3 separate regions of the Sus scrofa genome follow, and regions 2 and 3 are each linked to region 1. A link is a contact called in public Hi-C and promoter capture Hi-C data. All regions are on one chromosome and are shown on one strand. The core of a region is the stretch at or near the end of the contact, and the rest is flanking DNA. Distances in the headings are between cores, read along the strand shown.

The links. Promoter capture Hi-C pulls out the DNA fragments that hold promoters and counts their contacts. A called contact is a pair of places that touch in the nucleus more often than the background predicts.
Region 2: a promoter capture Hi-C map of liver shows a contact between it and region 1, with 18 times the contacts expected there. The contact joins the promoter of METTL8 here to the enhancer-like site in region 1. A contact is called at or near these places in 3 of 5 promoter capture datasets (fetal liver, fetal skeletal muscle and liver), 23 of 47 Hi-C or Micro-C datasets (adipocytes, alveolar macrophages, blood and 16 more) and 2 of 2 datasets of contacts at active chromatin or transcription factors (alveolar macrophages and skeletal muscle).
Region 3: a contact with region 1 is called in a Hi-C map of liver, with 1.9 times the contacts expected there. The contact joins two enhancer-like sites. A contact is called at or near these places in 2 of 47 Hi-C or Micro-C datasets (liver and mesenteric adipose tissue).

What each region holds. Positions count from the first base shown.
Region 1 is chr15:77,135,188-77,138,618 of Sscrofa11.1, reverse strand. No RefSeq gene overlaps it. Among named protein-coding and RNA genes, the nearest start is that of GORASP2, 38 kb to the right of the region's middle. Within about 2 kb of position 1,933, at least 19 of the 83 cell types and tissues checked have an H3K27ac peak or open chromatin away from gene starts, as enhancers often do. A contact at or near this core is called in fetal liver, liver, retroperitoneal adipose tissue and 2 more, where this site is marked.
Region 2 is chr15:77,562,896-77,566,326 of Sscrofa11.1, reverse strand. It overlaps METTL8 (methyltransferase-like protein 8), which reads left to right and starts at 1,835. Exons shown (of 12, transcript XM_001925591.5): 1 at 1,835-2,082. It overlaps DCAF17 (DDB1- and CUL4-associated factor 17), which reads right to left and starts at 1,698. Exons shown (of 12, transcript XM_021076469.1): 1 at 1,224-1,698; 2 at 700-803. The coding sequence starts at 1,349.
Region 3 is chr15:77,517,684-77,521,114 of Sscrofa11.1, reverse strand. All of the region lies in intron 4 of METTL8 (methyltransferase-like protein 8), which reads left to right. Among named protein-coding and RNA genes, the nearest start is that of METTL8, 45 kb to the left of the region's middle. Within about 2 kb of position 1,919, at least 3 of the 83 cell types and tissues checked have an H3K27ac peak or open chromatin away from gene starts, as enhancers often do. A contact at or near this core is called in liver, where this site is marked.

The DNA of each region.
Region 1 (3,431 bases), core at 684-3,183:
CACATGCCCCCCAGACACACAACCGTTGAAGGAATGGGCGAACCATCCCTGTGATCCTACTTTTAGACCCACCCCTACCCTCACCCCATACAAGGAACCAGCTCACCCCTCCTCAGCAAGCGAGGACGGGAACCTGCTGCTTGCTTTCACCTGCTCATGTTGCAGCAGAAGCCCTAATAAAGCCTTGCCTGTTTCTTTTCTGGCCTCTTAGCAATTTTTGTTAGGAAGGCCAAGAACCCTGGTCGGTAACCCACCCATCCCATCCCCACCTGGCACAGGCTGGGGCCAAGCTGAAAGAACAGGAATGGTTCCCATTTCCACCTGGGTACTAGGGCCAGCTCTACCACCGGTGTAGCTGTGAGCCCAATTAACCTCTCTGGATTTCACCATCTTCATCTGGAACTCGAGGAATTGAAAGAGATCTCCAAGGCCCCCCAACCCCCAAGCTGCTCTCCTTGGTGTATATGCATGGTTGGTTGCTGTTGTTGTTGTTGTCGTCGTGTTTTGTTTTAAAGCACCAGGGTGGAGAAGCACTGGTCTGTGGATTGCTTTCCTGCGCCCAGGTGGAAAGGAGCTGCAGACGAAGAAGAAACCTCACTCCTCTGGGCTCTTGGCTCTCCCCAGACCTCTATAGACTCCCCAGTCACACAGAGAGCAGGGTGCTGGACTTGGGAATGAGGGGGATTGGAAGGTGGGAGACAGGGCATCATGGTGCTTCTTTGGGTTTTAAGTCTCTTTCGAGATAAGATGAGATCCTAAAGTTTCCCCCCACCACATGCACTCTGCGGGACGCCTGCTAACGACCTTTCTCTCCTGCTCAGAGGGAAGCTGCCAGCAGCTCCACCTTGCTTTTTGGTTTTTAAGTCTATGCTCCACATATTTTATTTTCAAAAGGCTATCTGCTGGCTAAAACCACTGTTTTTCAAACCACTGATCTTTGTCAAGGGCAAACCTACTCCCTTCTAAAAACAAAACAGAAAAGCTTTCATCAGCTCTTCATTAAGGCACAACTTGAGCTCCCTGGCATGGCATCCAAGCACCCTCCCGCCCCAGCCCCCAAGTTGCAACTGCTGCCACGCCAGACGTCACCATTCCCGCCCCAGCCACTCGGAGCAATGTGCGGTCCCAGGACACACTATGGGCCACATACCTTCATGCCATTGGCGGATGCTGTTGCTTCTGCCCACAGTGACGTTCCACTTCGCCAGAGAACCTCTATGTATCCTTCAAAGCCCTGACGTCACCTCCCCCGGAAGTCTTCTCGGACTTCCTCCGGTGGAAGTCATCCCATTTCTGTCCCTTACTATCATCACGTGGGTACTAAATTACTCATTATAAGTAGTGGGGTGAATGTCTTTGGATTGAGATCACATGGGCCCAAACCTAGCTGTCCCTCTAGATGCTCCTGGGCCTGCAAAGCAGGAAGGTTCTCCTCATGGAGCTGTGGGGAGGATGAGAGAGGCCCCGAGTCCAGCCAGCCCACGGAGGGTTGTTGGGCCATGGGAGGTGCGCCCCCACATCCAGGCTCTAACCTCAGGGGGAAGCCTGGGGTTGGGGAATGGGGGGAGCAAGACCCTGCCTCTCCCCACCAGGTTCTCAGACTTCTGATGTTTCTTGCCATATCTGAGGAGTTTACAGACACCCGTAGGGCTTTTCCTTTTTATCTTAATCTTCAGGTTGATATATTTACTTTAAAATTGTGTTGAAAAAGAGCTCCTTTTGGTGAATGCACCCAGGCTTTTCTGCATCCCCACTCAGCTAAACTTGTCTGCCATAAAAGGGAAGCACAGGACCAATTCCAGGAGCCCTTTTCGAAAAAAAAACAACAGTCACCCCCATCCTTGGGGCCCCTCCCGCGACTCCCCAGCCCCGCCCCAGGGCCCTGCGAGGCCGGCCCGGAGACCCCGTGGCCTCCAACGGGGCGCGGCTTTTCCAGGTTCGCGGCGCCACCTGCCGGCAGAGGCGCGTACTGTGGACTGGCTCCCGCTCCACGTGGCGGTGAATTAAACAGAAATCCCGGGGCAAAAGCCAATGTTCGGCGCTGTGGCCAGCCGGTGTGTGGAGACAGAACTGAGACCTGGGTGTGGACCGACCTACTAGGAGTCAGGTCCTACCCCAAAGTTCCCCGCTGTATAAACTGGAGGAGGTTTCTTTTCTGGTAAATGGAGCGATCAGTACCACCTGCCGGGAGGCCAGGGAGAATTAATAGAAAAACTCACTCAGCTTGGTTCCTGGTGCCTGCTATCAATGCAGCACTTCTCTGTAAATTGATTCCTTTTTCTCACCAAAGTTTATTTGTAAAGGAAGCTATTTTAGCCTTGTCCTAGGAAGCAGCTCTATTTTTCCAATGCATGTTAAAATGCACATATATGTAATAAAATTAGAAAACAATTTCCTTCAGGTACAACACACCAACATCCCTCAGTGTCTGCCCAGGGACCCCTCCTCTTTCTCTTCTGCCCCTTTCCATGTCCACAGTCAACCTTCATGTAGAGGACCTGGAAGCCCCAGTGGGTTGAGTTTTCATCTCAGGTGACAGCATTTTCCTAGCAGAGATCTCAATTTGGAAAGACAGATTTCTCTGACTCTGAGGTTTCATGCCCTTTTTAGTTCTGGTCATTCCAGGAAAGGAAAAACAAACACTTGGCAGACACCAAGGAGGGTAAATGCTTTATTAAAATCAGAATGAGCTTGAGCTCCTGGACTGAGGCAATAGTAACCTGTCTCCTCTTGCTTTTATTCAATAAGACAGACGGAGTTTGCTCTCACATTTATGTTCCCCACCACCCAAAACACACAGGTTGCTCAGCTGACAACCTCAAGTGAAACAATGTTAGAACTGTGTATACTTCATGTACCTAACATTTCCTGAGATCTAAATGCCAGGACAGCCCCTAGAGACAATGTGTTTCTCCTGCCATCCTGTCTCTGCGTCTTTCTGCTCAGGATAGGTGTCTGAACCACAGAGGTTCAGTTTCTGGCCAAAGTGACAGTTTACTAACACTGCAGATGATCACAGTGTAAGTCTACAAAGGCAAACGTCACTGATAATTCTAATCTAGGGCCAGTGTTAGGGATCTCTTAGTAGAGAGCTTTTAAATGCCGCCAGAGATGGCAAGCCCCTCCACTCCAGGCTCAGCAGTCCTGGCTAAGTCTCCTACTTCTCCCCTACATGAAAATAGCCCTATTGTTTTCGTGGGTTAAAAAGTAATTCAAATATGTTTTTACAAAGTCTATCAACACACAAGTGTATAAAGAATAAGTTCCTACAACCCCACCCACCCTAATTCAAGTGTTCCTTGAAGATATGCTTTCTCCTGCAAACCCAGACAGACTTACTAGTTCCAGTCTCAAACCAGGCTGGCCTGGCCAGAGCTGGGCAAGGGTAGGCGGCTTTCTTCTCACCAGGATGGGAGGCCATAGAGTGGAGG
Region 2 (3,431 bases), core at 586-3,085, 430 kb before region 1:
CATACACTTTAAATCAGTGAATTATAAAGCTGTTTAAAAAGAAGGAACGAAGGGAGTTCCCGTTGTGGCTCAGTGGTTAACGAATCCCACTAGGAACCATGGGGTTGCGGGTTCAACCATGGGGTTGTGGGTTCGATCCCTGGGGTTGTGGGTTCGATCCCTGGCCTTGCTCAGTGAGTTGAGGATCTGGCGTTGCCGGGAGCTGTGGTGTAGGTTGCAGACGCGGCTTGGATCCCGCCTTGCTGTGGCTCTGCTGTCAGCCGGCACCTACAGCTCTGATTAGACCTCTAGCCTTGGAACCTCCATATGCCACAGGAGCAGCCCAAGAAATGGCAAAAAGACAATAAATAAGTAAATAAATAAATAAGCATCTAATTATTAGATACCTGTATCTCTTGACTCTATCTTTTAAGCAGCATAAAATACTACATTGTACCCAGCAAGCTATCATTTTGCCTGCAACATGAATTCGCTATAAATTGGTATTATAGCGAATACCAATAAAATGAAAATGAAACCTCAAGCTTTAGGTTTAACAAGATTTTTAAGTTACACACATTTTATCCCCTACTCTTATTTTTGGACCCATTTTTCCATTCTCTTATTTCACAAGCACTAATGTAGGCATAAGTGTTTCCATAAATATTAGAGTTCAGATCAACAGTCAAATGAATTACAACAAAAATTTTCACCAGATACCTGCTGACACAGCATCGATAATTATCAAAATATATTCTTCCTCTCTCATAGGCTATAGGTGACTTGGAATGAGTCGTCCAAACATTCTTAAATTTAGTACTTTCCTGAAAGACACAAGGAACTTCAGTTTAGGAAATAACTCATAAGCTTCCACTCTGCACCAATTTTAAGTTGGATGGTTAAATTGACAGTTTGCAAAGTAATTTCATGTACTTTTTAGAAAACATTATGTTCAATGCTTCCTCAATCTGCCCTCGCGTTTTGGCTTAAGTGGAGTGATCGATTTTAGAAAAACTGTTTCTAAGAAGATATACGAAGGTTAAAACTAAAAGCATGCGGCGGTTCCGTTTTAATGGTTATTTACTAATCCCCCCGCTTCAAGGCCTGGATCACCCTGACCATCATGTGAGATCTTAAAAACGGGCTGTCCTGCAGAAAAACTGCACCCCAGCAAGAAGGCTTGACCTCCCCGTCGCCCCGTCGCCCCGCTGCCCCAGGTCCGGCTCCCGGTGGCGGGTGGTCACCTGGCACACCAGCGCCCGCAGGATGCCCAGGTTGGTCCTCTGCACCACGCCCGCGTCGCGCGAGAAGAAGCCCAGCGCCCGGCGACTTAGCCGGCAGCACACGTTGGGCTTCTGACTTGGCCCCATGGAGGCGCGGGCCAATCGCGGAGTTGTCCGGGCCCAAGAGGGGCGCGCCCCTCACTCCCGCGCAGAGCAAGGGCCCCTACCGCCGAACCTCCAGGCCCCAACTCCCTGAGGGGCCCAGGAAAAGGTGACACCGGGAGCCTGGCAGTGGGCGCAGGGCGGTGGGGCGAGGGGAGGCAGAGCCGGTGCTGCCCGTGAGTGGAGAAGTGGGAAGGAAAAGCAACTCCCTTCTCCGTCGGCCCCTCCAACGCTCTAGGGCTCGGGACCCGGCTGCCGACAGCGCGACGCCTGCGTAACGCGCGGTCGGATGGAGCCGTTCCCTCACCGGGAAATGTAGTTCCCAGTACACGCTGAGGGAGCCTGGCCTGTTCCCAGAACTACAATCCCCATCAGGCAGCGGGCAGCGAGCCCTTGCCCTGGCCCCGCCTTCAACCCACCACAGCCCCGCCCCGCCCCTCCTCCTGGGGCTGGGCTGAGTCTGCGCTGTAGGCCTGGCGCGCTTTTCCGGGTCTGCACGCGGCGCCGGGGGAGGGCCTGGTGGCTCTGTACTGCCGCCTCCTGGTCTCGGTTTCTTAGAATACGCCCTTCGCCCAGGGGTTCGTTTCTTGCCGCCCGGTACCCCCAAGCCTCTGAACCCCTGGACTCTTGCTTTGGGAGGCTCTGGCGGGACGCCGAGAGGGGCATTGTGTCGTGTGCGATCCCTTCCCCCCGAGGCAGCATCATGTGCTAAAGAAAGGTACGCCCTCGGCTTTCCCTTCAGTGTACTGTGAACGTTTTGGATGAGATGTATAGTTAAACATTTGGGATCAGTAAACACTGCTTTTGTGTTATGAGTTAGTGGTGAAGATGCTGGCATTCCCGCCAAACTGGAGTTGAATTACCCTTTACCAGAGGTCTGCCCTGCTGTGGCCCTCAGAGACGCGGGCAGGTTTTGCAATAATTGCTGCATTTTCCTTTCACATTTTACTCCCTCCTTATCGGGAATGAAATATCACATATTTACATTATTATTGAACTGCCCGAGGCATTCCAGTTTGATTGCTCTTAAGTAAAAGATGACTTTGTGACTATCCCTGCCTGTAGGTCAGAGTTCCCACTACACTGCATTTTCAGCAATCTTGCACCAGACTTGTCCTATTGCTCTGCTTGTGAGTCCCTTGAGGGTGGTGTCTTTGCATTTCCCACGTGGCCTCTTGTTCAGAGGTAGGCAAGGCAGCAACTCCATCTGACAGAGCAAAAAGTACAACCCTGGGTGAGTGTGTTGGGTTAAGTGTTTAGGAAAAATTTGTCATATCTCTTTTTAACCCTGCTGAATTTCCTTTAGGGCCTAGGCTTTTGCTGATTTTTCATATCTTATTTACAGCATACTGTGGAGTGCTTTGTATATTTTTAGAGAGCGCTATAATAGTTAATTTGCTAATTCATGAATGCAGCTGTCGCTGAGAAAACTGGGACCCAGAAAAGATAACGGGATTTTCTTTGGCTGAAATGAAATTCAAATCATTGCTGAATTGAACTCATAATCTTTTTTCATCTTCCCCTTCACCCCCACTTATTTGTCTTCCAGTGGTCTTTATCTCACCTTCCAAGCCCCAAGTCACCCAAGGGACAGCCATCTTTTCCCTCATCCTCAACCAAGTACTTTTGATTTTGATATCTGTCTCCTCTTCATACCCCAGCATAATTTAGGGCCTCACCATTTTATCACATTATTATGTTAAATAGCCTCCTTTCTGCCTTACTTAAATACTTTCAATTCCAGCCCTCCACTCTGCTGCCAGAACGATTTTTCTAAAGCACAAATCTGTCATTTCCCTATTAAAGCTTTTACGTGGCTCCCAATCACCCAGAGCAGAATTTCTCAAACCCACGTAGATACCCAGGATTAACTTAAAATATGATCAGTATGTTAAATATATGCAAATATGAAACTGTATATAAACTCCTTATGTTGTATCTTTTGTACAGCTATAATGCTCAATTATATGTTAAATGAAGCAAAACTATAATACACATAAATTCTGATGATTGCTTGTTCATTGTTACCAATGAGACTGTTTTTGCTGGACCTATAATGCTCTAAAA
Region 3 (3,431 bases), core at 670-3,169, 380 kb before region 1:
GATCCTAGATGACTAATGGAAATAGAAAAATTCAAGAGGTACATTGATTTTTTTTTTCTATTTTGGAATAAAGATGGTGCATTTAACTTTTTTTTTTTTGCTTTTTAGGGCTGCACCTGCAGCATATGGAGGTTCCCAGGCTAGGGGTCAAATCAGAGCTATAGCTGTTGGCCTACACCACAGCCACAGCAATGCCGGATCCTTAATGAACTGAGAGAGGCCAGGGATTGAACCCGCAACCTCATAGTTCCTAGTAGGATTCATTTCCGCTGCACCATGATGGGAACTCCAAAGATGGTGCATTTAGTTTAAAATATTTTTAATAGGTTTTGGGAGCAAGACATTCTGAGAAAAATGTCCAGAACACAAGACTCCACTGCTAGGAAGAGAGAGGGAGGGCTGAAGATGTAAGGTTGGGTATGATATCTGCAGACAAAATTCTTCACTGACTATTTTTGAGAGCAGTGCCTCTAAAGCTTGGAAGGTGATTCATGGACTTCTTGTGTTTTTGCTGCAACATAATTTCAATTTTAAAAGGAAATAGATTGACCTTTTATGAATTGGTCCTACACTATATGATACGGTGGCCACTAGCCCCATGTGATTATTAAGCACTTGAAACCTTGTTAGTTTAATTGAGATGTGCTATAATCTTTTGAAGACTTAATACAAATAAGAGGTAAAATATATCATTAATAGTTTTTGAACTTAATTAAATGTTAAAAATCATTTTTCATATATTGAAGTAAATAAAATGTATTATTAAAATTAATTTATTTTCACTTTTTTTGACGTGGCTCCTAGAAAATTTTAAATTACATGTGTGGTTGACATTAGACTTTCTTGAAGGTTGCTGAATTAAACCATTTTACCTATCATCATTAATTTGGACAGTTATAATAGGCTATGAGACAAATGCCAAGCAGTTAAACCTCCAGAAGAACTTCTGATCCTAGGCAAGCTCCTCATTTGCCAGGGTTTTGTTGTTGTTGTTGTTGTTGTTGTTTATTTTTTGTTTCTTTGTCATTAGACTCTAAAGAGTTAGTTTCTGCATCTCTTTTTCCATCTGCTACCACCAGTTCTTTTGCCCAAGGTTCCTGCCTGCACGTTTAAGTTCTGTCGTCATAGGCTTTCAGGGAGGCAGGGGTCATCTGGCTCAGTGCCTCTCAAACACTGTGGTTAGGGCTGCTGCCCAAGAATCCCTTGGAAGGTTATTATTTCACTAGGTCTAGAAGTATGGCCCAGGAGTTTGTCATTTGAAAAAGCTCTTTGAGTAAACCTGTTGAGTAGCCGGGTTTAGGAATCCTTGAGCCAGTCCAGTGGTTTTCAAACTTTATTTTTTTAAGGACTGCACCCATGGCATACAGAAGTTTCCAGGCGAGGGGTCCAGTTGGAGCTGCAGCTACAGGCCTACGCCATAGCCACAGTAATGCCAAATCCAAGCCACATCTGTGACCTGTGCCGCAGCTCGAGGCAACAACAGATCCTTAACCCACTGAGTGAGGATCAAATCTACATCCTCATGGATGCTAGTCAGGTTCTTAACCCTCTGAGCCACACCAGGAACTTCCAAGCTTTTCCTTAGGAGCAGAATTTTCTCATAAGTGAAGTCTTAACATTACAATCACAATATTTAAAAGGTTAAAAAAAAACCCTACTCTGAGTGAAGTGGGCCTGGAGGCTTAAGGTGTCAACAGCTCTACCTCCCTTTTCCTCTCCCACCCCTCCCTCACTCCAGCAGCTTAGAGGACCTTTAGGGGTCGGTTGATCCATTTGAAAAACCTTGATCTGTTCTCTTAATCCATCCTCCTCCATAACGTACCCTCCAAGAGGTTATCCTGCCTGTGCCAGGATATCTCCAGTGAACTCACTTCAAAGACACACTCTAATAATCATAACAATAATTTCCTCCAAAGGAGGAGGGAGGAAATTGCTTCACATCATGTAATTGCTTCACATCACGTTCCTGCGTCCCCACCCCCCTTACCTCCACCCCCTCCTTTTTTTTTTGGCTTGAGGAGGAGACATGTAAGTTAAACTGAAAACCAGAGGACAGGTTTACTTTCCCCTTAATTCAGGTCCAAAGTTCTGTCCAAAAGTTCTCTCAGGGTTCCCGTCATGGCTCGGCGGAAATGAATCTGACTAGTATCCATGGAGACGCAGGTTCGATCCCTGACCTTACTCAGTGGGTTAAGGATCAGGTGTTGCTGTGCGCTGTGATGTACGTTGCACACGCGGCTCAGATCTGGTATTGCTGTGGCTGTGGCATAGGCCAGCGGCTGCAACTCCAATTTGACCCCTAGCCTGGAAACCTCCATATGCGGGTGGGTTTGGCCCTAAAGAGACCAAAAAAAAGTCCTCTCTTCTTTCATTTCCTCCTTTATATAAAGAATAATGTTTTCTTGTGCTGAATTTTGATTCTTTAAGATATTTCTTTAAAGGCACACATGTTTTCTCTCAGAGACGTTAGAACTGTCTATAGTTCACTTTCCCTTTAGCTTCTAGTTTAGTCAGTAAAAACTATTTATATATGAACCTTTTTTCAAAATTTTTATGAGAAGAAATAAAAATACCCTTTTTTAAATTTCTAATATCCTGAATAATATTTGCCCTCAAGTATCTGGATATTTGTATTGCTAGTATTTACATCTGCCTATGGGCTCTTAATTCTTAATAGTTTAAATGAATTTCACATAAAGTTAACCATTTTAAGGTGAACGATTCGGTGACATTAGTTTCATTCACAACATTGTGTAAGCAGCATCTCTAACTCATTCAAAAACATTTTTATCACTCTAAAGCAAAATCCCTTACCTGTTAAGCAGTTTATACTCATGTACAGTTCTGAGCCCTGGCAATTACTAATCTGTGTTTTGTGTCTACAGAGTCACCTCTTCTGGATATTTTGTATAAATGAGATCATGCAATGTATGATCTCTTGGGTCTGGCTTCTTTCAATTAGCCTAAAATCTAGGCAGCCCATCCGCATTACACATGTATCAATGCTTCATTCCTTTTTATGACAGAATAATATTCCATTGTGTATATATACCAGAGTTGGTTTATCCATTCATTCACTGATGGACATTTAAGCAATTTCTGCCTTTTGGCTCTTGTAAATAGAGCTGCTGTGAACACGTGTGTACATGTACTTATTTAAGTCCTTGTTTTCAACTCTTTAAGAAATATACCTAGGAATGGAATTGTGGAGTCATGTGGTAATTTTATATTTAACTTTTTTTTTTTTTTTTTTTTTGGTTTTTTGCTATTTCTTGGGCCGCTCCCGCGGCATATGGAGGTTCCCAGGCTAGGGGTCGAATCGGAGCTGTAGCCTCCGGCCTACACCAGAGCCACAGCAACGCGGGATCCGAGCCGCGTCTGCAACCTACACCACAGCTCATGGCAACGGCGGATTGTTAACCCACTGAGCA